2 separate regions of the Anas platyrhynchos genome follow, and region 2 is linked to region 1. The links are chromatin contacts, called in public Hi-C maps. All regions are on one chromosome and are shown on one strand. The core of a region is the stretch at or near the end of the contact, and the rest is flanking DNA. Distances in the headings are between cores, read along the strand shown. Region 1 overlaps WBP1L (WW domain binding protein 1 like). Region 2 overlaps CNNM2 (cyclin and CBS domain divalent metal cation transport mediator 2).

Region 1 (7,084 bases), core at 3,148-5,647:
TTATACTTCTAACATCTTCAATGAAAGAAATAGGCTTTAATAATACCACTTTTCCCCAGTTCAACCCATTAACTCGTTCACTTATGGGTCCTACACTCTGTTTGTTACCTTTTTCCTGCCCCAACAGCAGGCATTTTGCATGTTCGCTGGTGGGGAGAGCTCTTGACAATAAAGTATATTGATGGTTTAGTGGGAAGATGAGGGGAAAAATAGATTTATTATTATTTTTTAAGGAAATTCCTTGGGTTTAGTTGCTGGCATGGTTTTTTTTTGATGGTGAATTTAAAAATATTATCAAAAATAACGATTTTTAAAAGCCACGGTGTGCCTCTGTGTCCTTTTTTTGGTACCCTGCTGCTTTTTGCAAGAACTCTTCAACTCTGACCCTGGCGTATCATTTGATATTAAGCAAACAATTTCATATTTTTCATCTTAATGCCATCATTTTAGATGGTGAATGCACTATGAGCTGCAGGGTTTTTTTTTATGTGTCAAAACACGAGGAAATTGTGTGTTACCTGGTGTATAAATAGTGCACAGTTTTCCTCTTCAGCTGGAGGCCTAGATGGGGAGTCTTCAGGTTTAAATTATTAATTGGTAACCAAGAAACTCCTGGTTTTCTCCTGCAAGGTTTCGGTCTAGAGGTTTTCAATAGCCTCGAGTAGTGTGGTCAAACTTTACCTAATTGTTCAGACACGGTTTTATGGTTCTTGGCTTCTGCCCTGCCTGAGTGGGGCCTGTTCTTCCATTTGTCTGGGAGGCATTACTGTAAATAATCAACGTGCGAAGACACAACGAGGGTCAAGCTTTTGTGCACCTCACAAATGGCACGTGCTTGCTGCAGGACTGACACAGACTGTTTAATGGTGAATTTCGGCTCGAAAAACCCTCGGATGCTCAGAACAGGGCAGTTTCTTTCCTAGCCCCGTGAACCACAAAGCAGGCAGGCAGAGCGGCTTCCAAATGCCCCTGAGATGTGGACGTCAGCACAAGGGCTTGCCTTGCTTTCTTTGGCAGCAGGGAATTTGACTGCCCAGCAAGCCAGCTGCTGGGAAGGCTCAGACATCTGCTCCACGTTCTGCAGAGGATGGGTTGCGTTTCATAATGCCCAACCTTTCTTTGAAGAGTAAGACGATCTGCTGCACTTGAGGAGGATGCTTCATATTTGCACACCAGAAAGAAAGTTCTCCGTGTCCAAACAAGCACCGCTTGCCATTTCACATTGCTCCTTTCACTTAGGTGATGAAACAATGAAACGAACCTCCTGGGTTGATTTCCTAGCTCTTTAGGGCTAACGTGCCTCCATCCTCACGTGCTTGGGCTTTTGGATCACCCTCCTGTCCTTCTGAAGAGAGCGAGCAGGGCAATGCTGCCTGGGTGGTGGGTGTTCCTCCTTGCATTCATTGCTCTCATCAAAGTGAGAGGTGGTGCTGCGTGTGTCAATAACACCTTTGATCCTCTTATTTAAATCAGATAGTGGGTGTCCTGCAGAAGAGACCTCTTTCAAGTGCCTTGCAAGCTTATGCTGCTGCGTGATGCTTAAAAAAAAAAGTTCAGAAAAGCAAATTGAACCAGAGACTGAGCAAGTTTCCCAAGTACAGCTCTCCATGTTGTAGTCGACAGCAAACATGATTTATTCTCAGCTGATTGACCTCGTGTGGACTTGTGCCTGTGTAAGTAGCAGCTGAAATCAGTGGTCTGAGCACTAATCTGCAAGCTGCAGACAGTAGGGTATTATTTGGTGAGAATGCTCTACAAGTCTCTTGTTGCAGCATTTTCATTCAAAAGGTCACTTCCGTGAGTTCGTGTGCAGCTGAATTTAATGTTCTTTCTCAGCGAGGCCGGCCGCGTCGGGGAGTGCGTAATTATAATAAATGCAACTTTGTTCTCAGCTGAAAAATCCAGCTGAAATAAATTTTTCCAGACCTTCCAAGAAACGCTTCTAGTAAGATAAATAAAAGCAATTCTTGCCGATTTCACATTCATTCAGCAGGAATGCTGGTGGGTGTAGGGTGCCTCCACTTAAGTCACTCATCACAGTGCCTTCTGGGCTCTGTCAACTCGGGTATTCAACAGCTGGCTATGGGGAGCGTTTGCAAATCGCCTTTCTTGAAACCAATTAAAACCGAGTTGATTATTTCTTACTTGGTTTCAGCTCGGGTTATTACTCTGAGTAAAATTGTTCTCGACAGCAAACACAAAGTTCAGGTAGGCTCTCAACTTGAAACAACTTTAAACAGTGCTTTGATAGGTGCATCTGTTTTAGGGACATGCACGTATTTATACAAGCTTTTGTGGCTTTTTTTTTTTCCTGGTTGGCACTGCTGTGTAGGCAAAGTAGATTTGTTTTCTTCTGTCTTCTGTTTCGCAACACTGGAAATACAAAAGTCTCTGCCTAAACAAAAAGAAAGCTAAGAGGACTTTTTTTTTTTGAACTTCTAAGCAAGAACTTACACAAAAAAAATCCCCTTTTTGCTTTCATCTTTCAGGAGACTGAGTGTGAAATGCCCTAACTTCCTTTTCTTTCAATTTTTTTTGACCAAGTATAGGGAAGAGTCTCTGCCCTTTGATATCAGGATCCTGCAGCTGGTGGAGGCAGAATTCCTGTAGTTTCTCTGGGTCCACGTGCAGGTCTGCTTACCTTTGAGTTTTTTTATGGTGGTCCCCAAGTGCTCCCAGTCTTTTCCACTCATACACCTTGCTTGAAACTGCTACGACCTTGGATTTTGGGAACTACCTGGTATTATTGTATGGTTTCTCATTGCTGCAAGGTCACCCTTCTGTGGGGCTCTGCTGGAATCTGCCAGGCTGCGAAGGAGAAAAGACTTGGATGGAAATGTCAGTGATAAATGGGAGATAACGCAGCCATCCTGCTCTCACCATGAATTTGAGCAGCGTGAGGACCTGCGTGTGAGCTGTGGCACCGAGGATATTTCCCTGTTTCCTTCCCCTTTTGGTGAGAGGGATCTCACCGAGGCCTTTCTAAAGGAAAAAGGAGCCTGATGTCTGGGCAGAAAGTGGGGGAGCTTGCTGAAATCCGACCACTCCGGCTCCATTAAATGCAAGTGATAGTCCTGGGAGGAGGGGAAGAGGCACTTCTGCTTCCATTCGTGGTCTGTGTGCTAGGTTAGATACCCATCTCCCAAAGACCTGATACCTCCTCAAGCCCCGGTGGGTTTCCAGTGACACTGGAGAATGATCAAAGGGAGAAAATGCCCTCTGTCATCAGACTGTCGGCTGGTACCTTATGGCCACACTGCATATCGACCAGGAGCAGATTTCATCAACACTTAGATCATGACAGTCTGCCTTTTATTTTTTTCTTTCTTTTTTTTTTTTGTTTTCTCACGGCATTATTTTCTCTCCTTGCTTGTCTTTGTTCCTTCCCCTGCCTTCCTTTTCCTGATGCAAGTCTGTGTTCTCGTAATTTTGACTTCTGAAATAATCAGGAATTGAGTACTTGGTACTTGCAAATGAAGCTTCTCTGGCAGTGAGAGGGCCAGGGAAGCTCCTTCAGGCAAATGGTTGTTTTAGGATCTCATGTTTTAGGATCTCATCCTGACCCTATGTGCAGACATGGTTTATTTTGTAAAGATTGTCTTGAGCTAGGAAATCAGCTCATTCTAAAATGAAAACACGCATTCTTCGAAACCTGAATTTCATGCAGTCTGTGCAAACTTGTGATTTGTGTTAGGTCTGGTCTTCGGGAAATATCCAGCATTGTTGTCCAGGATGTTAGTGTGAGAGAAACATGGGGAGCTTCTGAAAGTCACGGTGACTGTGTCTCCTTGGAGGATTCCTCAGAAATCCCAACTTCTGCATTACTGCTCTTGCTTTATAGGGCGCTAGCAAAGGTGGTCACTCGAGCAGCTGCAGCATTTTTGGATGCATGTATCTGTATAACATTATCACCTGTGGAAAGAGGATTGCTGTACATCCCAGATAGCTCCCAAAACTCACCCTCTGTCCCTGCACGTGGTGTGTGTGCCACTGCTCTGATCTACAAAGCACAGGCAGGTCACACAGGCTTTTTGCTAGGGGTCCATGCCCTTGAATTCCTGGAGGAGGCAGTAGGGTTGTTCGCTGGCAGCCTCTCTCCTTGCCAAGCATCCGTGCAGGGCTGATGTGTAAGGTTTTAGCCTGACCTGGTCCTTACCCTCATCCTCTGAAGGTTTCCTGTGAGAGATCCTTAGTCTTACTCTCTTCATCATCCCTGAGAACAGTTGTTTAAAACTTGTTCAAGATTTTCAGCAGGATCTTGGGACGAGTGCTGGTTCCTCCAGCCCCTTGTTTTGTTTTAGAGTTTCTAATCCCATTTTCTATGACTAACTTCAATTGCGTGGTTTCCACAGCCAGGATTAGGGTTTACTGCCATAGGTACGTCATTCTGCCTTTGAAGCTGCTTGCTCATGCTTTCCTTGGCAAGCTCTGGCAGACGTGCTCAGCAACAGCAGAGATCCTATCTGTTCGGAAGGGTTAATCGGGAGTGTGTTTATGAAACCAGGTTCCTTACCCTTAAAGGCTTCGCTGTGATCTTTTTTTGATGCTTTCGGAAGATTTATGGCTTCTGTCTTTGTAATTTATGTTGCGTTTTTCTTTCTTTTTTTAAAAAAACTTTTAATTATACGTATGGTGTTGTTAAAATTAACAATGATAAGCAGCTTTTCTGGGCAAACCCCAAATTGCGTGCCTCTTGGGTACAAACCGAGAACGTGACCGTCTTCACATGGATGGCCAAGGGCTTTGGGCTGGTGTGTCTGGGGTGGGTGAACGGGTGAGTGTAGGGCATCTGAAGTACATCTGTAGCTTATAAACAAAGCCAGCAAAGGACTCGCATCCCCCAGGCAGGCAGAGAGCCGTGCGGGTGCTTTTTCTCGAGAGGCTTTTTGTATTAATGGTCGCACTCGTGGCTGAGTTTACTCACGTGTGCGGGGAGGGGGGCGGGTGGCTATTCAGGGGAGTATTATTTTTCATCAGGGAGATTGAAGATACCGCTATTGATCGGGAAATTTATTTGTGTGGAGGCTCTCCAATGAAATGGAGCACCTGTGCAGCACTTTAAAAATGTTGAGCAGGATGTTCCCTCTGATGGGAAGCGTTGATTGCGCTTTCGGGCGGTCTGCCTCTCCAGCAGATGCACCGCGGCGAAATTTTCTTGCAGCCTAATAAAATACCACAGGATGCTTCACCTCGAGAGGAAACTTGATTGGTGCTTTCAGCCAATGTCTCTGTGAAACCAGGTGAGAAACACGTGCGTGCCTCGCCGGGAGCTGCACCCACCTCTGCTGGCACAGCCCCAGGGTGCTGGTGCCAGGTTCCTGGGTTAAAAAATAAATAAATAAAGAGCCTGAGTGGTTCTGGTGGGATAGATGCTAGATGCCAAGCTCTGGGTATCTGGTACGATGCAGTTGATGGACAGATGGTGCCAATATTAGTTTTTAATCGTTGACTGCAAGTGGGGTTGTTTGTGCATTTTGATCCAAAACGTGCCTTGATTTTTTTGGTGCGTTGCTAAAGACTAGAGGGATGCCTTTCTTGGGCTTTTTTCTGTCTACCTCTGTCTAGTAATGAAAGCTGAGCTTTGTGAGTTGTGACTTCTGGCACAAAGTTGTGTGCTTGTATCCACGCAGTACAAGGATCTTCCAGAAACTCATGGGAATCTGGTGACCGTTCTTTGCGTTTTGTTGCTTTTAGGAGTTGCACAAATCTAGAAGCTCGTATTTCTGAAGATCTCATTTATCTAGCATTTTTATCCCCAGGAAGTATCATCTCCTGGGATTTAAGTATTTGCTGATGCAAATCTCTGTGATCACAGGACTGTTAAAGAACTATCGAGTGTCACATCATTAGGTCACCGGTTCAAATCTAGTCCAGAGTGGTAATGGATATTTTTATACCCCTGACACCTTTCATCAAGACTTATGCGTAGTTGCTTAAACTAAAAACAACGTTTGCTACTCGGAATTAAGGGTTCAAGTGGAAAGTGAAGACTAGAAGCAGATTTTTCTATAGCAAAAATTCCTGTTGGGCTTTTATATATGCTTGTATGTGGCTGTAAATCTGCGTGTGGTTCCCAGTGCTTTAGCAGAAATAAAAGTAGCGTCTTCCCAGAGGAGTGTGTGGCTCAGTGCATAGGGTGCAAAGCAGAAAGGAGACCTCGTTTGGTAGAAAAAAGTATGCATTAGTCAAGTCTGGTATTGTTGGTGTGCTTTCCTATGACTTCTGAATTGCGACAGCCTTTGAAGAAAACAGGAAGAAACAGATCTTGGAGAGAGACATGATTTAATGTTGAAATGCAGGGAGAGCATTCGGGATGGTAACAAATAGTTCTGGACAAAGGACTTTTCAAATTCTTCAGGGCAGCTGCTCTTCACCAAAAAAAAAAAAGGTTGGTGGGTTGCTTGGGTTTTTCCTTGTTTCTTCCAGAATTCACATCAAAATCTTTGTATGAAATTTCACATTTAAATCTTGCCTTTAACGTCTGGTTTCTAGTCAAGGGGATGCAGGCTTCAGTTTAGGGTGAAATTTAGTGCTTATAACTCACTGGACTGTACATTCTCCCGACTGCAGGGCCTGAGACAGTTCAGTCGTGTGGACCCTCACAGCTTTGCAGTTCGTCCTCATTGATTCCTTTCTCCGAGGTTGGCCAGTCCTTGCAATTTCTTTAGGATGTGTTGGGATCTAGACACCCTCGTGAATCCCTGCAGTCAGGGGCCTGCTTGCAGCCACCTCATGCTTCCCAACCTTGTCCTGAATGTTTCCTGAACGCTCTCTGGCTTGTTTCAGGGACCAGGTTGGCAGCATATCAGCAGTCAGTAGCTGGAGTCCTTCAGGAAAGAAGTTGAAGATGCTGAAGTATGACTTCTGGTGCCCTGGTTGTTAGAATCTGTTAGCAGAGACTTGAAGATGCGAAGAAAAGAGATGTTAAAGCCGGTACAAGCGCTCTCTTTCTTTGTCCTCCTAAGTTGAGAAATTGGGATCCGAGTTGGCTTCCCGTGCATCTGCTGCCGTGGGAAATCCCTGGTGACTTTCCTCAGTGCTTGGAGGTACAAAAAGTATTTATGAGGCATGGAGACAGGAGTCA
Region 2 (6,617 bases), core at 3,098-5,597, 160 kb after region 1:
GTTAGGAGCTAAAGAAAGAGTAATTCTTCCTTAATTACGTGAGCTTTAATCGATCTCACTTGTACTTTCTGAGGCTTGACAGATTTGGAAGCGTGCAGACCATTGGGTGGATTTTACCTGTACAGTAGCAGCAGTCTTCACGATGAATCATATGTAACGTGTATGTGTGTACAACTGGGTCACATTGCTGTTTCTTTGCCATCGAAGCTCAGGTTTTACAATATGGGCCAAACAGAGCTGGCTTAGGCACGACCACTTCTCTCCTCCCAGACCTAAGCTCGGAAATCATCAGCATCTCTTTTTTTTTGCCGGCGTTGTTCAGTTTGAATGTTCTTGTGTTTCCTTCTCATGTTGCTAACCCTCCCTGCAACCATGCCAGTTGCCCCAAGTCCTGTGAGATCAAATGGCTTCCCTGTTCATGCCTCTGCCCTGAAATCCATCTTGGATTGGTTTTGTCAAACTAAAGCATGTACATTTTTTTAAATTAAACTTGGCCAACCTTGGATTTGCTAACGTGTGGTTGATTGGCTTTTACCAGTAGCAAACCCATCCTTTTGCTGTTTTTTTTTTTCTTTCTTTTTTTTTTTTTTTCCCAGATTTGAGAGAAATTGCTTTATGATGTCTTGAAGCATCAAGAGACTTCTGTTAGGATGAGCTTGTAAAATTGAAGTAGTTCTTGTTGCTCTAAGTAGACATGAAAGCTCATTTAGAGTATAAACCCTCAGAGAACAAGGGAAAACTGTTCTTCCCTATCTCCTGATGAGATGTCATGTGCCTGCTCTCCCCACCTGGAATATGAAGCCAGTTAGAGGAGATTAAGGCATGTTTTCAAAAAATTGAACAACAAATCAGCGAAGCTTTCATTAACTACAGCTGGGGAGGGATTACAGGCATGACAAGCAGTACTTGACCCATTCTGGTAGGGATGAGCTTGGAGAATCACAAACTTGCTTGACTTGTTACCGAAAACTTGGAGTGCCCTTTGGTTTTATTTCTATTTTTATTTTATTCCAATGAGGAACTGCACCCTTGAAAGCTTTCTGGTTGTTTTAACTCTTTGCCTTCCAGGCTGGAGTGGGCACCACCGCTCCTTTTGAACTGTTTTAAAAATGAGTGTACCTTGTTGGACCATTCCGTACTGGATGACCATTCAAACTATCACGTGAAAGTTGTTCACTGTAATTCCACAGGCTTGTTCTTTGGTTCATTCCTAAAACTGTTTGATTGTCTTTTTTGTTTTGTTGTTGTTGCTGTTGTTGTTTATTTTAACCCTTTACTTTTCCACAGTTGATTTGCACTTTTGGTTTTAGTTCTTCAGTGTGTGAACTGGCTCCCTCCCCTGTCGAGTGTGGATAGCTGCCGCCTTTCTGGTCGTGATCTCATCCTTTTTCTCTCCCTCTTCTAGTTCCCTTGTCCCTGTCTCGTACCTTTGTTGTCAGCAGAACAGAGTTGTTAGCAGCAGGTTCTTCAGGTAAATCCGCATGCTTCTATTTTCACCATTCTTGTGACTGCCCTGATGCCATAAAAAGTCAGCTGCAGTCTGTATTTATCTGACCCCTTTGCTCGTTAGGGAGAAGTCCAGCACAGAATTATGCCTCGCAGGTAGGTATCCTGAACTGTCATTTGTGATAACTGGTAGCAACGTGAAGGAGTCATCCAGATGGGAAGAGCTGAAAACACATTTAAGAAAAATGTATTTGGTAATGTGCACTTGTTCTTGTTTCTTGTATGTCAACTGGTAGAAGGAAGATTTAAAAAAAAAGTATCCTCTCCCAAGCTGAGATTTAAGAACTTAAAAATTTCCTGAAGAAAATGCATTTGGCAGAGGAGAAGGTTTAAACTGCCTTAAAAGGAGAAATCCTTTAATGAGAGAATTCTGATATTCTCATACGGGCTAGCTCTATGGTTTGAATACAGTCTGGCCATTTCAAGTGCTCAGAAGCTTTAAATTTTCTTTCAATGAGGTTAATGCTGTGAATTGGTACAGAGATTTACTGAGTGGATGGATTTGCAATGGAATGTGCAGTAAGGCTGAGGGAGCTCCTGTGGGTTTTGGTTCCCATTTTGCTCAAGACCTTTCCTCGCTGAATGACAAGTTGATTGACAGCAAAATCCCTTCGGAGAGTGGAGACCAAGGAGAGAACAAATTGGGCCAAAATGAGCTCTGAGATGTGGCTGAGAAGCTGGAAATTGGGAAAGGTCAAGAACCGAGCTTTGCAGACACTGCATGCACAGAGCAGTTGAGAAAGATGGAGACCCACCAGGAGAGTGCGTAGGAACAGCAGAATCCTAAAATAATCTGGGCCACCCTGAACATGTTTCTTCCCTTTGAAGTTTTCTTTTTCAGATGAAATGTGTCTTTCCCTGGACCTAAAAGCAAACAAGATAATGATATGCATATTTAAGTGAAACATCTAAACGTCAGTACATATCATGCAATTCATAAACTTTCACCATCTGCTTCCTGTATTTTTTCTGTCTTCTTTTTTTTTTCAGTTTTGAAATTGTATTTCACCATCAGTCCTTAAATTAGTCTCATGCACTTTCCAAACAAACTACAGGTTGTTGCCCTGCAGGGGATTTTTTCCTGCCCTTTTAAAGTTTCCTGCTGCTAAACTTAAAAGAAAGGGGAGAAATATAATCTTTCTTTAATTAAAGTACCTGATGGCTTTCTTTTAAGCTCGGTGGCTTTGATTATCTTTTTTAGCTTGGTTCTTTTGTTTTGCCAGGTCTTCTTTTTTTTTTTCTTTTTTCTGTTTCCAAATAAGTGTATACCTTGCACATGCAAATTGTTCCCAATATAAATGCCAAGCATATTTTCCTAGCTTTTTGTCCCAATCAAAAAAAAAAAATCAGTAATGGAAAATAAAAATGGGAAGAATCTCCTTTGAAAGGAACTGATAGAGCCTGGTCACTATGACAATGTCGTGCCAGTTCTGATGAAACCCAGGCCTTCTGCTGGGTCCTTCTAAAAAGGAACCTCTTATTAAATCCTAAATGGGTAATATGGTTGTCTTGATATTTGTCTTGTGGTTTGCGCTCTTAATGCCCAGTATGTACAGGTGAGGAAAACTGGGGTAGAAAAAATCTGGCAGGGCCCTGTTCTGCCAACACGGTCCTGCCTGCTGCTCCCTCTGTCATCTGCCCTTCGTGTCCTCCCTTCTGCAGTAACTTCTCCCCACCAACTTGTACGTGGCTCCAGAAGCAACGTCCTTTCCCTCTTATTTTTAGCAGTCGTATTTCTTTGTTCTGTCCTTTTGTCCATTTATTTTAATCTGCTTTGTCACGAAGCTCTCTGTCCTTAGCTTTTTATTAGTAGCGTACTGTGAGACACCTGGTGAAAGCAGAGGGCAAAGCGGAGTCAGGCCAGTGGAAAGCTGTTCCAGATGGAAGCCTTTATCCCAAACAGCAGTGATGCTGCTCCTGTCACACACAGCCAGATTTTGTGTACACAGGTGGGAAAGACAGGACAAATTTGTTCAATCTTCATGCTTGTTCTTCGGAAAGGCTTAGGGCACCAAGCCTCATGTGCAGACAGAGGTTTGGCTCCTGGCAGCAGTTCCTGTAGCCCGTTGTGGCTTTCAAGATGGCAAATGGGTACCGAGGAAAACCTTGCAGGGCTCTGAGTGCTTCCCTCTAAGCCTCTGCTTGGTGTTACCATAGGGACCTGCACTAATTCCTCGTAGTGCAGAAGTGGCAGAAAATTTGCCAAGCTCTCAGAACCTGTATTTTTCCATTCCCTTTTCTAAAATAGGAGGAAAGAAGACGTCAGTGGCATTGCAAGTGGGAAATAAAAAAATAGGGCTGGTAATCCACAGTCACATATCTAGAAGCATCTAAAGCATTAGGTTTAGGGAAGCCTAGATGTAAAGATGTGGAACAGGCTATGTCATTTTGGCAAGAGAGGTATGTTCATGGTGATTAAATGGCAAAGGTAGGATTGAATTTTAGTGAGCTTTTTTTAGACCACTTTATATATTTAAAAATCATAAAATTTGAAAAACTTACAAGGATGTTGTTGATTTGCTCAGAGGCTTTGTATCTTCAGATTATGTGAAAATGATGCCTCAGCTGAGAACGGAGATTGTGTGGGGAGTAGCACAGATGCCATGAAGTTACTGTTTGGTCTGGATGAATGAAATATAACTGCAGTAAGATCCAAAAATTCACCAGTCCCAAAGCGTTCTTTGATCTTTGTACGTGCACCCAGGGAGAAGCCCATCTGCAGACATGCTTGGGATCTCTTTTAGGATGCATTTCTGCATGTCCTCCTGTCATCTGAGTCACTGTGTGGGTGGAAGCTAGGGGTGCAAAATGCCTGTGGCTTGCTGAAAGCACGTTTACATGGGAGGAACTGTGACCCATCGCATTCTTAAGGGGTAGCTGCAAGATTTTCAAGTGAAACCCTACAGTGCTTAAAGGCCAGTGATGGAAAGTAATATCTCTAGTTTACTCCTTTCCTGTCCATGTCTCTCCTGGATGCAGATTTTTCTGTGTAGCATGGACTGTTTTCCCTGTTTTGCTGGCTGGTGTGCACCATGTGGAGCTTGCTCCCCTTCATGGAGTCTTTCTCCCTTCAAGCATCGGGGGGTACAGGAGGGAACATTGTTGAAGCAATCATCATGTGGACTGTCCTCCGGTCCACTGAAGACTCTATCACTCTGATATTTTTAAAAATGACTGTTCTAACCCAGGAAACAAGGTGGTATTTGCAGGTACCACATATAATAAAATGGGCTAAGGGTTAGCAGGGACTGACTGTGGATGAAAGGTCTGGTATGGAGTTACAACTATAAACCATTAAGAAAAAAAACAAACAACTATTAAGCACGGTCTGACTATCAAGAGCTCCTGAATGGAGCCTTGGGAGTTTGCCTCTTCCATTGGCAGGAGCACTGTGACCAAGTGTGCACAGGGCACATCCACCGTAGCACAAACCAAACCAGGTTGGTTTAAATCCTACTCATGATGTTGGCTACCAGCTCGGGATTCAAAATATGCTCTTTTTCAGGGTCATTTTGTTGTTTAGCTGCATGTCTACGTAAGAGTAGGTTAAGTATTTGCAGATGCTCTGTGTTACTTTGCGATTAATGATGTCCCTTTGAAACTGGTGGCTTCGAATGTGTTCTGCTTGATTTAAGATGTCTTTTGCTCTTGCCCATTTCTCAGCCGAAAACAAGTCTCCACCTCGGCCCTGTGGCTTGAATCACTCAGACTCTTTAAACCGAAGTGATCGCATCGACGCAGTGACACCGACGTTAGGGAGCAGCAACAACCAGCTGAATGCGTCTTTCCTCCAAGTGTACGTCCCGGACTACTCAGTGAAAGCACTCACAGACATTCAGTTTGTCAAGGTAGGAAAAAAAATGATAAAGCCCCAGGAAAAAATGCGGGGGGCTGGGCTGGGCTGGGCTGATGGGATGGAGAGCCTGGGGAAGGGAGGTCCCTCTAGATTGCTTTGTAGCTCTGTGAGTAAGTAGGTTTATGAAAACAGCCACTAGAAAATCACTTTAAATACTTTTTCTCAGTCTCTGCTGTCCGATGATTTGTCTTCAGTGTTCCTTTTATTTAGGCCTGTAAGCAGATTGGTCACACAAGTTTCTGGATTTCAGGTCCCCTGGGGAGAGATAGTAGAAAACACCCTCTCTGCTTTTAGTCCTGAAAGACGTAGCTTGTGAAGCCTTTGGAGCCATCCGAATGGAGATCTGACAGCATCCTTTTCTAAAGGACGAGACATTTTGTGTTCATTGCAGTATTCATTCACTTTTGATTTTGGTTTTAGTTTGGGGTTCTTGATCTTACTTTCTAACTTGTCATCCTGCTCGGAGATGTCTTGGACATTCATCTTTATCTTAACTTGATGTTAGGCTCATGTCTCACACTACCAGTGAGTGGCTGCACGGATACAGCTCTGTCCCCCAGCATGGTGCATCCCACGCTGAAATGTGTGCAAGTCCTGTGGGATAAGGAAATGTAGCTGAGCTGAGGAGCCCAAATGCTGGCAGCAGTTCCAGCCCAGCTGGGAGTCGAGGGAAGCTGACGTCCCATGGCCAGAAATTGACCTTGATGCTTTTCTTAAATTAAGTGCACACTCAAATTTTCTTTGTGTGCAACCCAAATGATTCATGAACTCAACTCCTGTCAAAGTTAATTCAATATTGAAATTGTGGAATGGAATAGAAATACTAGAATGCTAAATCAATTGTTCCACACCTACAGGTAGCCAAATTTTAAAAAGAGAGTACAGTCTCTGATTGAAAACTTGACAAATGCAGTGGTTCAGTAGTGATTTGACCCATCTGAGTCTCTCTATTTCCAGTCCCTCTGCTCTGTTGCTACCAAAACTTGATTTTCTCAAATCTTGCTCCCCCGTACCACCATATCCAGCAGTATGGGACTATGACATCCTCACACCTGGTGCCCCACAGGCAGCATCAAAATGCTCTGTGCTCTAGGCCAGCTCCTGCCATGACTGCCCTGCTAAGTGCAGGAAGGGGAAAACTTTATGGGTTGCTAATTAGGTCTAGACTCTGTGGAGACCCCAATCTTTTTTAGAATCAAATGCTCTTATGTATCAGGATAAGGAACTAGATCCTGCTGCATTTGCTGCCCTAGAC

What was found. Hi-C and Micro-C count contacts between places; a contact is called where the count stands out from the background.
Region 2: a Hi-C map of subcutaneous adipose tissue shows a contact between it and region 1, with 2.3 times the contacts expected there. The contact joins two enhancer-like sites. A contact is called at or near these places in 2 of 8 Hi-C or Micro-C datasets (skeletal muscle and subcutaneous adipose tissue).

What each region holds. Positions count from the first base shown.
Region 1 is chr6:27,962,759-27,969,842 of IASCAAS_PekinDuck_T2T, forward strand. All of the region lies in intron 1 of WBP1L (WW domain binding protein 1 like), which reads left to right. Among named protein-coding and RNA genes, the nearest start is that of WBP1L, 9.9 kb to the left of the region's middle. Within about 2 kb of position 4,398, at least 1 of the 8 cell types and tissues checked has an H3K27ac peak or open chromatin away from gene starts, as enhancers often do.
Region 2 is chr6:28,125,719-28,132,335 of IASCAAS_PekinDuck_T2T, forward strand. It overlaps CNNM2 (cyclin and CBS domain divalent metal cation transport mediator 2), which reads left to right. Exons shown (of 8, transcript XM_072039750.1): 6 at 1,406-1,471; 7 at 5,170-5,354. Among named protein-coding and RNA genes, the nearest start is that of NT5C2, 69 kb to the right of the region's middle. Within about 2 kb of position 4,348, at least 2 of the 8 cell types and tissues checked have an H3K27ac peak or open chromatin away from gene starts, as enhancers often do.